Regions from separate parts of the Zea mays genome. Here region 1 is linked to region 2. Evidence: chromatin contacts called from public Hi-C data. All regions are on one chromosome and are shown on one strand. The core of a region is the stretch at or near the end of the contact, and the rest is flanking DNA. Distances in the headings are between cores, read along the strand shown. Region 1 holds the start of LOC100191918. Region 2 holds the start of LOC100384658 (Diacylglycerol kinase 5).

What was found. Hi-C and Micro-C count contacts between places; a contact is called where the count stands out from the background.
Region 1: a Hi-C map of tassel shows a contact between it and region 2, with 2.3 times the contacts expected there. The contact joins the promoter of LOC100191918 here to the promoter of LOC100384658 in region 2. A contact is called at or near these places in 2 of 25 Hi-C or Micro-C datasets (leaf and tassel).

What each region holds. Positions count from the first base shown.
Region 1 is chr3:196,109,619-196,116,122 of Zm-B73-REFERENCE-NAM-5.0, forward strand. LOC100191918 reads left to right here and starts at 1,315. Exons shown (of 4, transcript NM_001137342.1): 1 at 1,315-1,484; 2 at 1,792-1,861; 3 at 1,949-3,265; 4 at 3,344-4,016. The coding sequence starts at 1,426. The coding sequence ends at 3,841. LOC100282807 reads right to left here. Exons shown (of 12, transcript NM_001367093.1): 6 at 6,160-6,222; 7 at 5,980-6,073; 8 at 5,840-5,885; 9 at 5,699-5,766; 10 at 5,268-5,316; 11 at 4,721-4,786; 12 at 4,188-4,556. The coding sequence ends at 4,470.
Region 2 is chr3:195,843,263-195,850,353 of Zm-B73-REFERENCE-NAM-5.0, forward strand. It overlaps LOC100384658 (Diacylglycerol kinase 5), which reads left to right and starts at 4,862. Exons shown (of 13, transcript NM_001322277.1): 1 at 4,862-5,093; 2 at 6,061-6,271; 3 at 6,399-6,521; 4 at 6,645-6,773. The coding sequence starts at 6,074. It also overlaps the pseudogene LOC103651138.

The sequences.
Region 1 (6,504 bases), core at 65-2,564, 260 kb after region 2:
ATCAGTCGTATCGGCCGATAAACCGTTCCCGAACCGATGAAAATCAAAAGCTGGTTTGGATTTGTATTTGGTCCTTTTCTACCGGTTTATCCCGATTAATCACGATAAAGTCTTGTTTGATCATTCCTATATCATATGGATTTGATGAGATTGAAAAAAAATAGTAGAGATTTTGACTTGCTATGGATTAAACCCATCCAATCCCCTTCAATTTAGGCCTTGTTCATTTATTTCTATCCCATGTGGATTAGATGAGATTGAAAAAATGATGAAAGATTTTAACTTGTTTGAGATTTAAACTCACTCAATCCACATACATTGACCAAGACAAACAAGCCCCTACATGAATTGGAGAGAAAACGAACGTGACTGGGCTTGTTCTGTTCTATCCCAATCCATATGGATTGAGAGGGATTGAGGGGGTTTCAATCCCTAGTAAGGCCTTGTTCGGTTAATCCCATTAACAATGGATTGGACGGGATTGGAAAAACTTGTGAAGAAATTTGACTTGCTTGGGATTTAAACCCACCCAATCCCACTTAATCCACATGGATTGGGAGCTAACCGAACAAGCCCTAAGTAAAAATCTCTTCCAATCCGTATCAATCCTCTCCAATCCATATGGATTGAAAATAACCGAACAAGCCCTAAACTGGTTATCGGTGCTGATCGGTTTTTGGCCGCCGTAGAACCCTGCTTCAGACTCGATTACAGAGTGTATTTCCGCAGGTGCGCGCGTAAACGGATAGATCTACTACAGTATTAGTAGCTGATGGTCGAACAGACAACCCCCTGAGAAGTGGATCTTGCTGGCCAGGTGGTGCAAGGGCCGACAGCGACCACTAACCAGGCAGTGTTCCTGCGAGATGCATGCATGGCCATCCATCACCTCTCCCGGTCTCCGTCGATCGCCTGTCAAAATGACCACGGGGACGCCTGCTGCTACCGAGGACCGATGAGCGTCTGACTAGTGGGGCAGGAGCCGAATAAAACACAGGGTCCAGCACTGGCAGGCCGGTCCGGACGCATCAACAAGTGGGAGGAGGCCCCAGCTGTCAGTTAGCTGCTCCCATGAATAAATATTTCTGGTGGCACTGGATGGACACAGCCTAAAATTTCACCGAACGATAGCAGTGCCCGCTCCCAGCTCCCTTGGACCCGGGCCTAGCTTTGACTGGCCGCGTGCTCTCTCGCCATTGTCTGCATGAGCACATCGAATTCCTTCCATCTCTGATCTCTCCCACTCCCACGTCCCACCCATAAATACTTGGCCACCATCTTTCCTGGCCTTCCATTTCCCAAAAAAAACGCAAGCATAGATCAGTGGATACCACTCCATCATCCTGCTTGGCCCCGGCCGGCTGGTAGATCGTCGTTCCGGAGTCGTCGACTGGAATAACGAACTGGCGCAGCAGGAGGCCAATAATGGCCACCATGAAGCTGGGTTCCAAGCCGGAGATTTTCGTCCTCCAAGACCTCACATGGTTATCTCGATTTCTTTCGCTTGTGTGTTGATGATTCACGATACGTTCTGCCTTCTTTCAAATTACTGGGATACTATGTAATATATTAAGCCGGATTTCTACGAGAAATATGCCGGTCTCTTTGGCACAGTAAACCCTAAATTATTGTAATAGCATGTCTGTCCTTCTTGCCATTCGGTCCAAAAGCGAATTTTACTGCAGATGTCACAGTACTCCTTTGAAAAATAGTTTTTTTTCTCTCCAATCCAAAGGAGTCCTTGGTGTTCCAAAATTTCACACTTTCACCTTGATCTCATTATCTTCCCAGGAGATGCACGACCGAGCTCGAGAGTGATGTAGTTGTCGAAGTCGGAGAGATGTCCTTTTACCTCCACAAGGTTAGTGCCGCATTGTTCTCGAGTGCTGATCTCGGCTTGCTCCGAATCTGAAGTGAACCGCCGCGCCTCTCTTGGGTACGCGCGCAGTTCCCGCTGCTGAGCCGGAGCGGCGTGCTGCAGCGGATGATCAGCGAGTACCAGGCTCCGGCGGATGGCGGCGGCATGTGCACGCTGCAGCTGGACGACATCCCCGGAGGCGCCAAGGCCTTCGAGCTGGCGGCCAAGTTCTGCTACGACGTCAAGATCGAGCTCAACGCGCTCAACGTGGTGTGCCTCCGCTGCGCCGCCGAGTACCTGCGCATGACGGACGACTACGCCGAGGGCAACCTCATCACGCAGGCCGAGTGCTTCCTCGTCGACGTGCTCGCCAACTGGAAGGACTCCATCAAGGCGCTCGAGACCTGCGAGGGCGTGCTCCCCACTGCCGAGGACCTGCACCTCGTCTCGCGCTGCATCACGGCGCTGGCCTCCAAGGCCTGCGGCTCCGACGCTGCCGCGCCAGTGGTCAGGAACGCCAGCGTCGACAAGGACGCGCTCTGGAACGGCATCCGGTCGGGCGACACGACGTCCTCCGCCGCCGCGGCGGCGGCGGCGGCCGGGATGGACTGGTGGTACGAGGACGTGTCCTTCCTCAGCCTGCCCATGTTCAAGCGCCTCATCCAGGCGATGGAGGCCAAGGGCATGCGCGACGAGAGCATCGCCGGCGCCATCATGTTCTACGCCGGGCGGTTCCTCCCGGGGCTGAAGCGCAACACCAGCTTCAGCAACGCGCTGGCCAGCTACGGCGCCGACGGCAGCGGCGGCGCCGGCGGTGGCATGAGCAGCCGCAACATCACCCCGCGCGCCGCCAGCGTGTCCGCTCCGTCGGAGGGCGACCAGAGGTACTTCCTGGAGGAGATCGTGGCGCTGCTGCCGACCAAGAAGGGCGTGGCCTCCACCAAGTTCCTGCTGGGAATGCTGCGCACGGCGATGCTCCTCCACGCCAGCCCACTGTGCCGGGAGAATCTGGAGCGGCGGATCGGCGCGCAGCTGGAGGACGCGTCGCTGGACGACCTGCTCGTGCCCAACCTCGGCTACCACGTCGAGACGCTCTATGACATCGACTGCGTGCAGCGGATCCTGGACTACTTCATGTCGTCCACGGACGGGATCGGGACCGGGTACACGTCGCCGGCGCTGGCAGAGGAGGGTGGCGGCAGCCTCGGGATACCCCAAGGCGCGACGCCGTCGTCGTCGCTGTCGCCGATCACCATGGTGGCCAAGCTCATGGACGGTTTCCTCGCGGAGGTGGCGCCGGACACCAACCTGAAGCTGCCCAAGTTCCAGGCGCTCGCGGCCGTGGTGCCCGACTACGCGCGCCCCGTCGACGACGGCATCTACCGCGCCATCGATATATACCTCAAGGTACACATCGCGAACCGTGGGCATTCACGTTTCCCTTCGTGATCTTGTCGCCATGCCATGCACCTGTATGTATTGCAGTCGCACCCGTGGCTGTCAGAATCGGAGAGGGAGCAGCTGTGCCGGCTGCTGAACTGCCAGAAGCTGTCGCTGGAGGCGTGCACGCACGCGGCGCAGAACGAGCGGCTGCCGCTTCGGGTGGTGGTGCAGGTGCTCTTCTTCGAGCAGCTCCGCCTGCGAACGTCCATAGCCGGGTGGTTCTTCGTGTCAGACAACGCGGCAGGGGGCGACGGCGCGCGCCCACACGCCGGCGGCGCCATCGTCCCCAAGGGCACCGCGGCCATCGCAGGCTGCCCGCAAGCAGACGCCGACAGTGACGTAGAGGGCGACGCACCCGATGGGAAGGAGACCATCACCGACGTGAAAGCGCGGGTGTCGGACCTGGAGAAGGAGTGCAAGAGCATGAAGCAGGAGATCCGGCGGCTCGGGAAGCCCCGGCGGTCCTGGAGCCTCCTCACAAGGAAGTGCGGTTTTGGGGCCAAGGTGCAACAAGCGCAGACTGCCATGAGCGGCAAATAGATTATTTTCCCACTTCATTTGTTTATTAGGCAGGAGCCTCGATTGCATTCCCTAAGGAGTCTTATCATCTATTTGCTACAGTAACAGTTCCTAATCTAGCCCTAGCTCCTAGTGTTATGCAATAATTACGTGCGGATGGTTTGCACGGGATGATAATAAACGTAACTTCAGCTTCAGCACAGCCATCAATATCTTCTCATGTTTCTGCTGTTACTAGAATTTCTGTTGCCTAACACCATATCTGAACCAAACCTTGATAGAAAGAGATAGTAAGCAAAGACAGAAAAAAAAAGATGACCTGAATATCCACTTCAGCAAGAATCTGACAAAGTTCAAGACCAAGTGGTTTCAGGCCGTGCAAAGAATCACTCGAGATCCAAAGAACAACAACAATTGTCTCGCGAGTTAAGAGTACAAATCATGTAGGAAATGTATAAAAAAAACTAGTTACCTATAAGCACATCTGAACCTAGGTAAGAGATCAAGCTCCGGTGGTAGGTGGTATACATTGCATGAAGGCAAGAAGGCTATAAGCTAGTATAAGTAATCTCAGAGACGAACAGCATATGTACATAACGTAGTTACCCATTGTCACACCGTGTCTCTTCCAGTCGCCTAGGTCGCTCTATCAAAAGGCATTCCTCATAGCACCACGGGCCGCCTCTCGCTTCATCTCTGCAGCTTTTCCACTTCCACGGAAGTACATGTATACTTGCTGAAACAAGTTCAGAACAATAATATCTCAAAACAGCTCTCTTCTAGAATAATTGAAACTTAAAGAGAGATTATGATGCATGAGACAGAAACACCATGTTGCTAATGAATATCCCTACACATCAGAATTCTAGGGACAGCAAAAGGTAAAAACATGATACCCACCTGAATGACAACGATGCTGAGCAGTGATTCAAGGCAGAACATTCCAAATCCAATGAAGTAAAATATCTGGCAAACAAAAATGTGGAAAGATAGTGTAAATGAGTGAGCAGTTACCAGGAAATATGTGAATTCACTTATTCAAGAATAACCCAATATATTCGATCAACCAACCGAAAAAAAACATAGCATCAGGTACTGCCAGGCCTAGACTGGTGCAACATGCAAGAGGTCCATCACAGATAAAAGTTGGATCATGTTTAGCTAGGGATCCCTTAGTAACCAGTTTCCCAAATCGATGGGGTTGAGGAACGGGAACATGGTACGGTACTTAAAACAAGATTTCAACACTATGAGGACAAGATTGTTCCCGTGTTCCCGGAACGGAACGAACATTTCTGGATCGAGGAAAGTGAATAAGTTCCACGTTCCCTCTTTCTAAGAGGAATCCCTCATATATTAATCATAATTTACTGGTATGTATAGCTTCATATGATGATCCAAATTAAGTCGAATCAAACCCCTAGTACGTTAAGCAGTTTAGACTTACCCCCACAATAGCACTCCTGCCTATGATATCAATAGCCGGCAAAATCCCACTGTACAGAAATTTTTTTGGAAATGTAGTTAGACATTAAATAATATGAGTGATTTGTAGCCATATACAGAGATAATAGTAAAAAATGTAGTTGCTACAGCATACTTAGCAAACCTAAAGTTTAACAGCACTACCAGGTGACCGTTAAAAGTAACACAAAACCTGTTATTGAACATACGAAACAGTTTGATATAGCACCATTAAATACACCAAGGCTTGTGAAACATTCGAAAAGGCCATGCAGCAGTATTTTTTGTCCCAGCACAAAATGGTAACAGTAGACTCAAAATTCTTTCAGGATCGAACCAGTGCTCTCTTATCCTCAACTATCAGATTTGTGTACGACTCATAAAACAATAAACTCCAAATCATGTAACACTTACGCCAAGGATTTTCCTTTGAATGGAAATGGAGGAGCCACAGCTGACCAGACACAGAATAAGATATGGAGCTGGAAGGGGTAAAGATCATTAGCAGGGAGTGAAATATATTTTTTCTAATATATGAAGTGATGATAATCTTACAAGGTAAAACAAGAAAAACCACCCAAACTTCAAAGCACTTTCAGTCCTGTAATACACATTTAAATAAACATAATGTGAAATGGAGGAGGGTACAATGTGGCAATGTGCATGAATAGACACAGCAGAAACATACACACAACCTCATCGCATTGTAAAGCGGGCGATACCAAAGCACATAGGCCCCAGGGACACCAGAGATGAAGTAGATGATTGCTAGCAACCAGATCATGACACCTATTCAAGCGAGCCACTGGATTAGTTCCAGGTTGGTAGCAATTCATTCAAAAGATGTAGAAAAGTACACTGCCATATGCCCATACCTTCTGATTTAATCCATGCTGCTGTAGTTGCAATGATGTTCCAAAAGAGGCAAGCTGTCAATCCTGCATAACAAACTTTGCACAATAAGGAACTTCGTAGAGCAATGCTAAACCAATGCACAATGGTTTCCAGATCTCGTCTCACATCTCTAATGGCTGCTAGTTTGCTTATCATCTGGGGCTACCACTATCCTGATTCCAAACTACAACTTGTGAGAATTTCATTGGACATCGACTGATGATGATCAGAAATTTAAGCCATGCCAAAAGAAGAGCAATATTGTTTACATGTTGACCAACAGGATTCACTATCAAGAACTGCATTTTGGAAATAAGGCCGAGGCT
Region 2 (7,091 bases), core at 3,612-6,111:
GCCACTAAAAAATTGTTTTCTGAATCCAGTCTTTTACTTTGATTTTTGGTCTTTAAGGGGCAAAAGCCAGAGCCAAAAATTAAACCACACATATCTATAGATCAGTACTCCCCCTTTGTAAAATGAGTGCACAGCCAGGAGTTAATTGATTTTAGATTTAGCTGAATTTATAAAAAAAAACAGTATGCATATCTAAATATGTTTATTATAAATACATTTTAATTTGATACTATAAATATTAGTGTATGTGTATATATAGTCAAATTTGAGATTAGTGAACTCTTAAAATGCGAGTTGTGTTTGAAGGGCAGAAGGGTGAGTACACGTCAGCAGTGAAATTTTCGATTTGGCGCGCCTCGCGCACGTGCCACTTTACCCAGGCCCGCAGCGCAGGAACACCTGAGGGAAGCGAGGAGACGACGAGGTGAGGACTGAGGAGAGCTGGAGAGGCTTCCAGCAAAGGCGGCGAGCCATGGAGGAGGGCATGGTACCGGTGGTCAAGTTCTCCGGCGGCAGCCAAGCCTATTTCCTGACGCACCTCCACCAGGACCACACCGTGGCGGCGTGGTCTCGGATTGGCGGGCGGGTGGCGCCATGGGCCTATGGCTCGCTCTACTGCTCGCCGACCACGGTGCGCCTCCTCCCTCCTCCCCATCCGCTTCCCGCCTTCCCGGGAATCGAGGCATCCCTCCGCCCGCTCGCACCATACGTCACCCCTCCTGATTCGCTCGCTTCACTCTTTTCTTTTCTCTACACGACTGGCGCGGAACTACTGATTTTCGGCTGGTTTCCGTGGCCGGCGCGTCCCTCCACGCAGGATCGCTCATGTACCTCTTCCTCGGAGACCTCGGGTGCATGCTGTACACGGGGTGCTTCCGGTGGGAGCTCGGGAGCGATAAAGCGCGGCGGGCGAAGCAGGCTTTACTGGACGAGCTCGGCGGGGATACCATTATTGATGTGCTCTATTTGGAGTTCTGGACAACACCTATCGTCGCTGAGCAGGTCAATTTCACTTAAACCCAAGCGTATTATTACGTCAATGATTCAGTCTACCGCTGATGATGCCCTTAGGCCTTAGTCGAAACATCATTTTTTTTAACAATTACATCTGAAATATTGGACGCGTTCAATAATTTGATGATAAATTCACTGAAATACTGATGCCTGAATGTCATAAAAAATACACTTCCGTTCACATTGTAGAGCGTCACGCCGATCGGCTGCAGCCAGATGTAGCTGCAGCAGGAATAGAGACTGATGATACTTTGGCTATTAGGGTGTAGCAAGCTACAGCTGCCTTGTGTTTCCTCGTTTCTACCCTTGTGTTTTTTGCTGAGTGAAAAGTGAAACCTAATGTGCACATATTGGTTGCTTAAGCTGCAGCAGCCATCTTTCCTAAATGAGTATGAATTGGGACTGATGTCCTGCTAGTGCTGCCATTGTGAACATGCTCCTGCAATAAAATGTCACTAGCAACTTGTAAACGGATTGTCTATGCTTATGTTTTGTGTGTTGAATGTATTTGGCATTTTGGCTATAAAATGAGGGTCGGGTAGCTACAAGGATAGATCATCCGATCACATTATATAGGTAATAGATACCGCCATAAATATATAGGATATAGGTTATTATCTTATTCTGAGAGCCTAAACTTATATAAATCTTTGTGTGTCTCATGTATTTACCTTTAGTTCTTGATTATGTGACCTGTCATATAAATTAACTAATGAATAATCTTCAGCACCCCAGATAGGGGAAGTCGCGATGATCACCAGAAAGTTGATGGCAACCATGAGTTTTGCACCAGCAGAAGCAGTCATCTTTCGCACACTGATATTCATCGCCAATAAAATCATGAATTTTGGATTTGTCCCGGATCTTTCGGTGGCTCTAATGTCCTCCGTTCAAGCTTTATAAGATCCAATCTACACCTCGGCGAATCTAGGTTGGTTTGATCTTGTGTCATCGAACTCCACTTTGACATCAGCTCAGACTCGAACTAAACTCTTATCATAGTGATGACCGATAAATTTTCAATTTCAAAAACCAACTTAGAAATGAATCCGTTTTGAAAAACAATAAACCCTGACCTAGCCGACCACTAAAGTCGATTAGACTGGGTTTCACAGGAAAGCCAACTACTATAGCTGGCCTAACAGAGGAAGTCAGTAAGGCCAACCTCTGATGGAGACCTGAACAACTTTGTAAACCTGGCTTGGCAAGTTTGATGACCGGCCTGGCCGGTAATGCCACGGTGGCACATGCTTCTAAATTGGAACAATTTTATCATCAACAAAAACCACCCAAGCATGACATATCCAGAATTAGCGGTGGGCATTTTAAAACCAAAGACCGAATCTGAATCCAAACTGAACCTAGTCTATTTAGGTTTTCTGGTTCAGTTCCTACATATGCTATATTTTGGGGTATGAGTTAGAAACCCGAGTAGACCGAATAACCCAAATTTTTTTTAAAAAAACTCTTAGTATGTGATGATATTGTTATGTGATTTATGAGTGATTTACGAATTTATCAAGTAAAAATTATGATATCATCTTAATGGTAGTGTGTTTGTGTGTGTATATATATATATAAAATTTTTATAGTCACTTGTTGTAATAATAATACTTCTATTTAATTATTTATTCTCTCTATATTATAACAAAAGACAGTAGTCTCACTACTAGTCTATTCGGCGAACTGGTATTGTCGGTCTGCTCGGGTTCAATTCCTAAGATTATTTTGAAAACTTCGATTCTCATTTTTCAAAATTCGAAACTTTAAAAACCCAAATAGAATTACCCTAATAGACCGAATACCTAGCCCTATCCAGAATTCTAAATGACTTATGTGGGCCTGATATGTGTGGGGCCTTAGTCCTGGAATAGGGCCATTACAGTCGGTCCAAATGAGACTTCCAAATAAGCTGCCCAACCAGCCCAAAACCTTGGGTTGTTGGCAACTTTTGAGTAAGTGGGTTAAATTTAGCGCATACTGTACATTCATAAATCAGCAAAACAGAACCATGAGATCAGGCAGATACTGTAAAGGGTAGGCAGTGTTCGGGTGATGATTATACAAGGGCTAGATTTTGGGATTGCGAAATCATAATAGTGAGCATGCATGTAAACCGTGAAAGCTGCCTCCACAGGTAATCTTTTTTGTGTGAACTAAAGATTGTAAAGCTATTCCACAATCTTAAGGCAGTGTGGACTGTGGTGAAAGCTGACCTTGTTTGAATAATAGGTAGATTCTTTGTAGTGAAAATCGACCGTCTAGATTCAGATCTCCTAACTTAGCATAGGTGCACGTGTTTAGATTTAGTAGGTGATATGTCATATGTCCATCAATAACGAGACGCTTGCTAGCAGCTTCATTAACCTTAATATTTACCATTGCCGTTTATACCGTTTGTAGGAGCGAATAGAGAGATTTATAGAATTATAGGAGGGAAAGTGTGTACTATATTTATGCTTAGGAGAAACTAAACATGTCCTAGAGAAACCGAATTGCAGCAAAGACAAACAGTCGAACCGTCGTCGACAATGTACAACTCATCGTAGGCTGTCGTGCGTGAACCGCCGCATCTATCTCTCGGATACATGACCCGGCAGCCGGGCATCCGCCGCACAGCAATCCATGGCGACGGCTCCACACCGTGGGCAAAAAACTTTCGGCACCGCCACCACCACCTTTCAGCTTAACGCATGCGATGGCTATCATCTTTGCATTGATTTGGTGAACATTCCGATCGTCCCTTTCTATGTCAGCACGGTGCACGGGAAAGAGAAGAGGAGATGCTTCCGCCACGTCGTCGTCAGGAATCTCTCCTTGCTTGTAAACAAGGGCGCCTCCAGCACAAATTCGGTGCGCTGCTATCTCGTCAGGAATAATGTCTCTTTTGAGAATTGAGGCCACCACTAATGTCCCCCCAAGGTCTTCTGCTCGTGGCTAATTTTCGGCATAATGGACACAGGACACCCACGAGTCTATTACCACACACTGTGGTTGCTTGTTTATATATGGCGTCCATGCATGGTAAAAGGTAGCGGCAGTCGTTGGGTGCTTAAGCGGTGTTCTAGCAACTTACCCATCCAATCTCTTATTATATCTCCTATGTTAAACTTTACTCCGTGAATAGTGCTAAAGTGTGAAGACAACCTCGTACCATGCGCATGCAAATACATGCAGCGGCGCAGCCAGCTCGAGAGGAAAGTGACATCAGTTGTGTCGGCCACGGTGATTTTCTACGCACGGAGTGGGCAAACCACTCAATTTCATTTGACTAACGGACATGTGACCTCTAGTACACGGAGTCGCTGGGAATCTAGAAACGAATAGACACCCAATTGCAGGATCCAAGGCAAATCGCCTGTCAAGATTCCTGGACACTGCTACTCTGGTTTGACCTGTCCCGGCCCGAGCAACGACGCGCCCACGACTGCACCGTGATCGCCGAAAAAGAAACGGCGTACGAGGCGAGGAGCCCGCTGCAGCTGTTGCTCAAGTGTGTGTCGCGGACTTCGGAGAGAGAGAGAGAGAGAGGCGGACACCGGACAAGCCCGCACGGCGGGTGGTTTGTCCCGTCGGCTCCAGCCAAGGCTCAAGGACAAACAAGCGAACTACTCCGCGGGCGGCGCGAATCGAACCAGCCCAACGTAGAAAGGCAGCCACCAGGTAAAAGTAACCGACCAGGTTCCAACGGTCCCGCACCGCACCTACATCATTCTGTTGGGCCCACCGGCAGACTGGGCCGGGAGTAGAAGCCACGCGTCGGCGCCGCACGTGGAACAAGTGCCGAAGCCCGCGCCTGGGTGGCAGCCGCTTATAAGCTGGCCGTGCCACCGGCTGTTTTTTTCCCAACCTGCAACCCTCCCTCCCTCCCTCCTCGAGCTCTGCTCAGCACACAAGGACACCCAAAACGCGCAGGTGAGAGAGGCGAGGGAATCCCTCCCCCTCCCGTTCCAATTCCTTTCCTCCGCTCGCGGCTCGCCTCCTCGACCGACCCCCCCAAAGCGGCGCTCTCCTTTTCGGCCATTGCGCCACCCGCCCACAAGCGATTCGGATTCTCCCCCCCACATCGTCCTTTCCAGGTGCGCGAGCGTGCGTGCGTGCGAGCGATCCCTAAGCTATTCCTCTGCTTTTAATCTCTCTTATTATTGCTCTCATGAGGTTTCGAATCCTGGTTTATGCGATAATTACGAGCGGGGGAGATTTGCGCACTTCTTCCAAAAAAAAATCCCCCCCTGTTGTTGTTTAAACTCGAGAATAGCTCTGCGGATTGGAGCGCTTCTGGTCGGCCTGTAAGGGCTTGGGGTTTCCGCCGCGTTCTTCTACAATGATTTGGTTCTAGCTGTGTGGCGTGCATTTTCACTAGCTCTAGCGCTCCGAGCGTCACGATCTCGTCACGGTTCGTTTCGGGTTCCTGGTGCTGGCGTTGGTTGTGTTTCTCCACCTGTGCTCTGTATATCTACCATCTATTTTGATCAGTTATTAGTTTCTAGGTCGCCACGATCGGTGCGTCTAGGTCTGATTCCTGAATTTAACTCGATTGGTTGGTGACTTCAGTTTGATCACTTTGAATGGTTTGGTTTCAAATTATTCGGTCCTTGTCTCAAAACAAACGATTCGCCGTCAGACTTATCCTTAAGAAAAGGGTAAAAGTAACGGCTACCTGTTTTAGATTGTTCTAGGATGCTGGCAGGTGAGGTGATTTGTTGGCAAGCGAACAGCGGCACTAATTCTGTTTTACATAATTGGTACGAGTAGTAGGCCTTATGTCACACCGATAGCGACTGACATCTGTTTCCGTGGACTTGAAGAAGGGATGGGCGTCATGAGCAAGCCTCTTTCTAAAGCAGCTTCACCTAGTTTTGGTTATGATCCCATTTGAAGCCGTTTCACTTGGAATGGAATGGAATGGAGTCACAGTCACACCCTTTGCCAAAAAATAAATAAATGCTGTGCTGTGCTGCGTTTGCCCTTTGCCAGTGAAAGAACATAGAATGTCTAGCCTTACAGTGTATAACCATCTAACTAACATTAGCATTAATGATGCAGGTTGCAGGCTTAAATGGAGAACGATGTTGAGAAAAATAACATGGTGAAAGAGTTCTATATCCCAACCTATATTTTCGTGCCAGAGTCTCCAGTGGAGCATGCATCTCAGATACCTACTTGTCCGGTGATTGTTTTTGTCAACACAAAAAGTGGAGGTCAACTGGGACGTGAGTTGATTGTCACATACCGTAAGCTTCTCAACCATGCCCAGGTAGATACCGTCTTTTTTTTTGCAAATATACTTGTTTGGTATCACATTGACCTATCATATTTTTCTGCAGTGAAATTAAGTTATGGTTTTGTGGCTAGGCCTAACAATGTAATTATATAAAATTCAGGTATTTGATCTGCTTGATGAAGCTCCAGACAATGTCTTGCACAGACTATACAGCAACCTGGAAAGGCTCAAGCACGGTGGTGACACTCTTGCTTCTGAAGTCTATAGGAGACTAAGGCTAATAGTGAGTGCAATCTGGCAATTTCATATTCCAAGACCTCCTGCTAATGTTTCTACCATTAATTTGTATGTTTGTTTATTTGAATAGTCCTAACATGCCTCTGTTTTATCATGTAAATCCAATTAGGTTGCTGGAGGTGATGGAACGGCAGGTTGGTTGCTTGGAGTTGTATCTGATCTTAAGTTAGGACATCCACCTCCTGTAGCTACAGTTCCGCTGGGGACTGGAAATAACTTGCCATATTCTTTTGGATGGGTGAGTTTAAAAATCAAAACAATCTTTTTCTTCATATTAGACAATCTTTACCATAGTTCTTAAGGCGGTATGGTGAGACAAGAAATTGTCCACCACCTAGATGCCTAGGCAGCGCCTAGGCGAGCAAGGCGCCTCGGATTGTTTGAACGTCTAGACGCCTAGGCGACGTCTTTAAAACACTGATCTGCTTTGAGCCCTTGATATATATACTTGATAGATAGATCTTTAATGAATTCAACGTTATGCAAACAGGAAATATTTTGTAGTTCTCTTCTAATAATGTAATTTTTGAACTTTAGTAGCTGTTCTGGTTAAGTA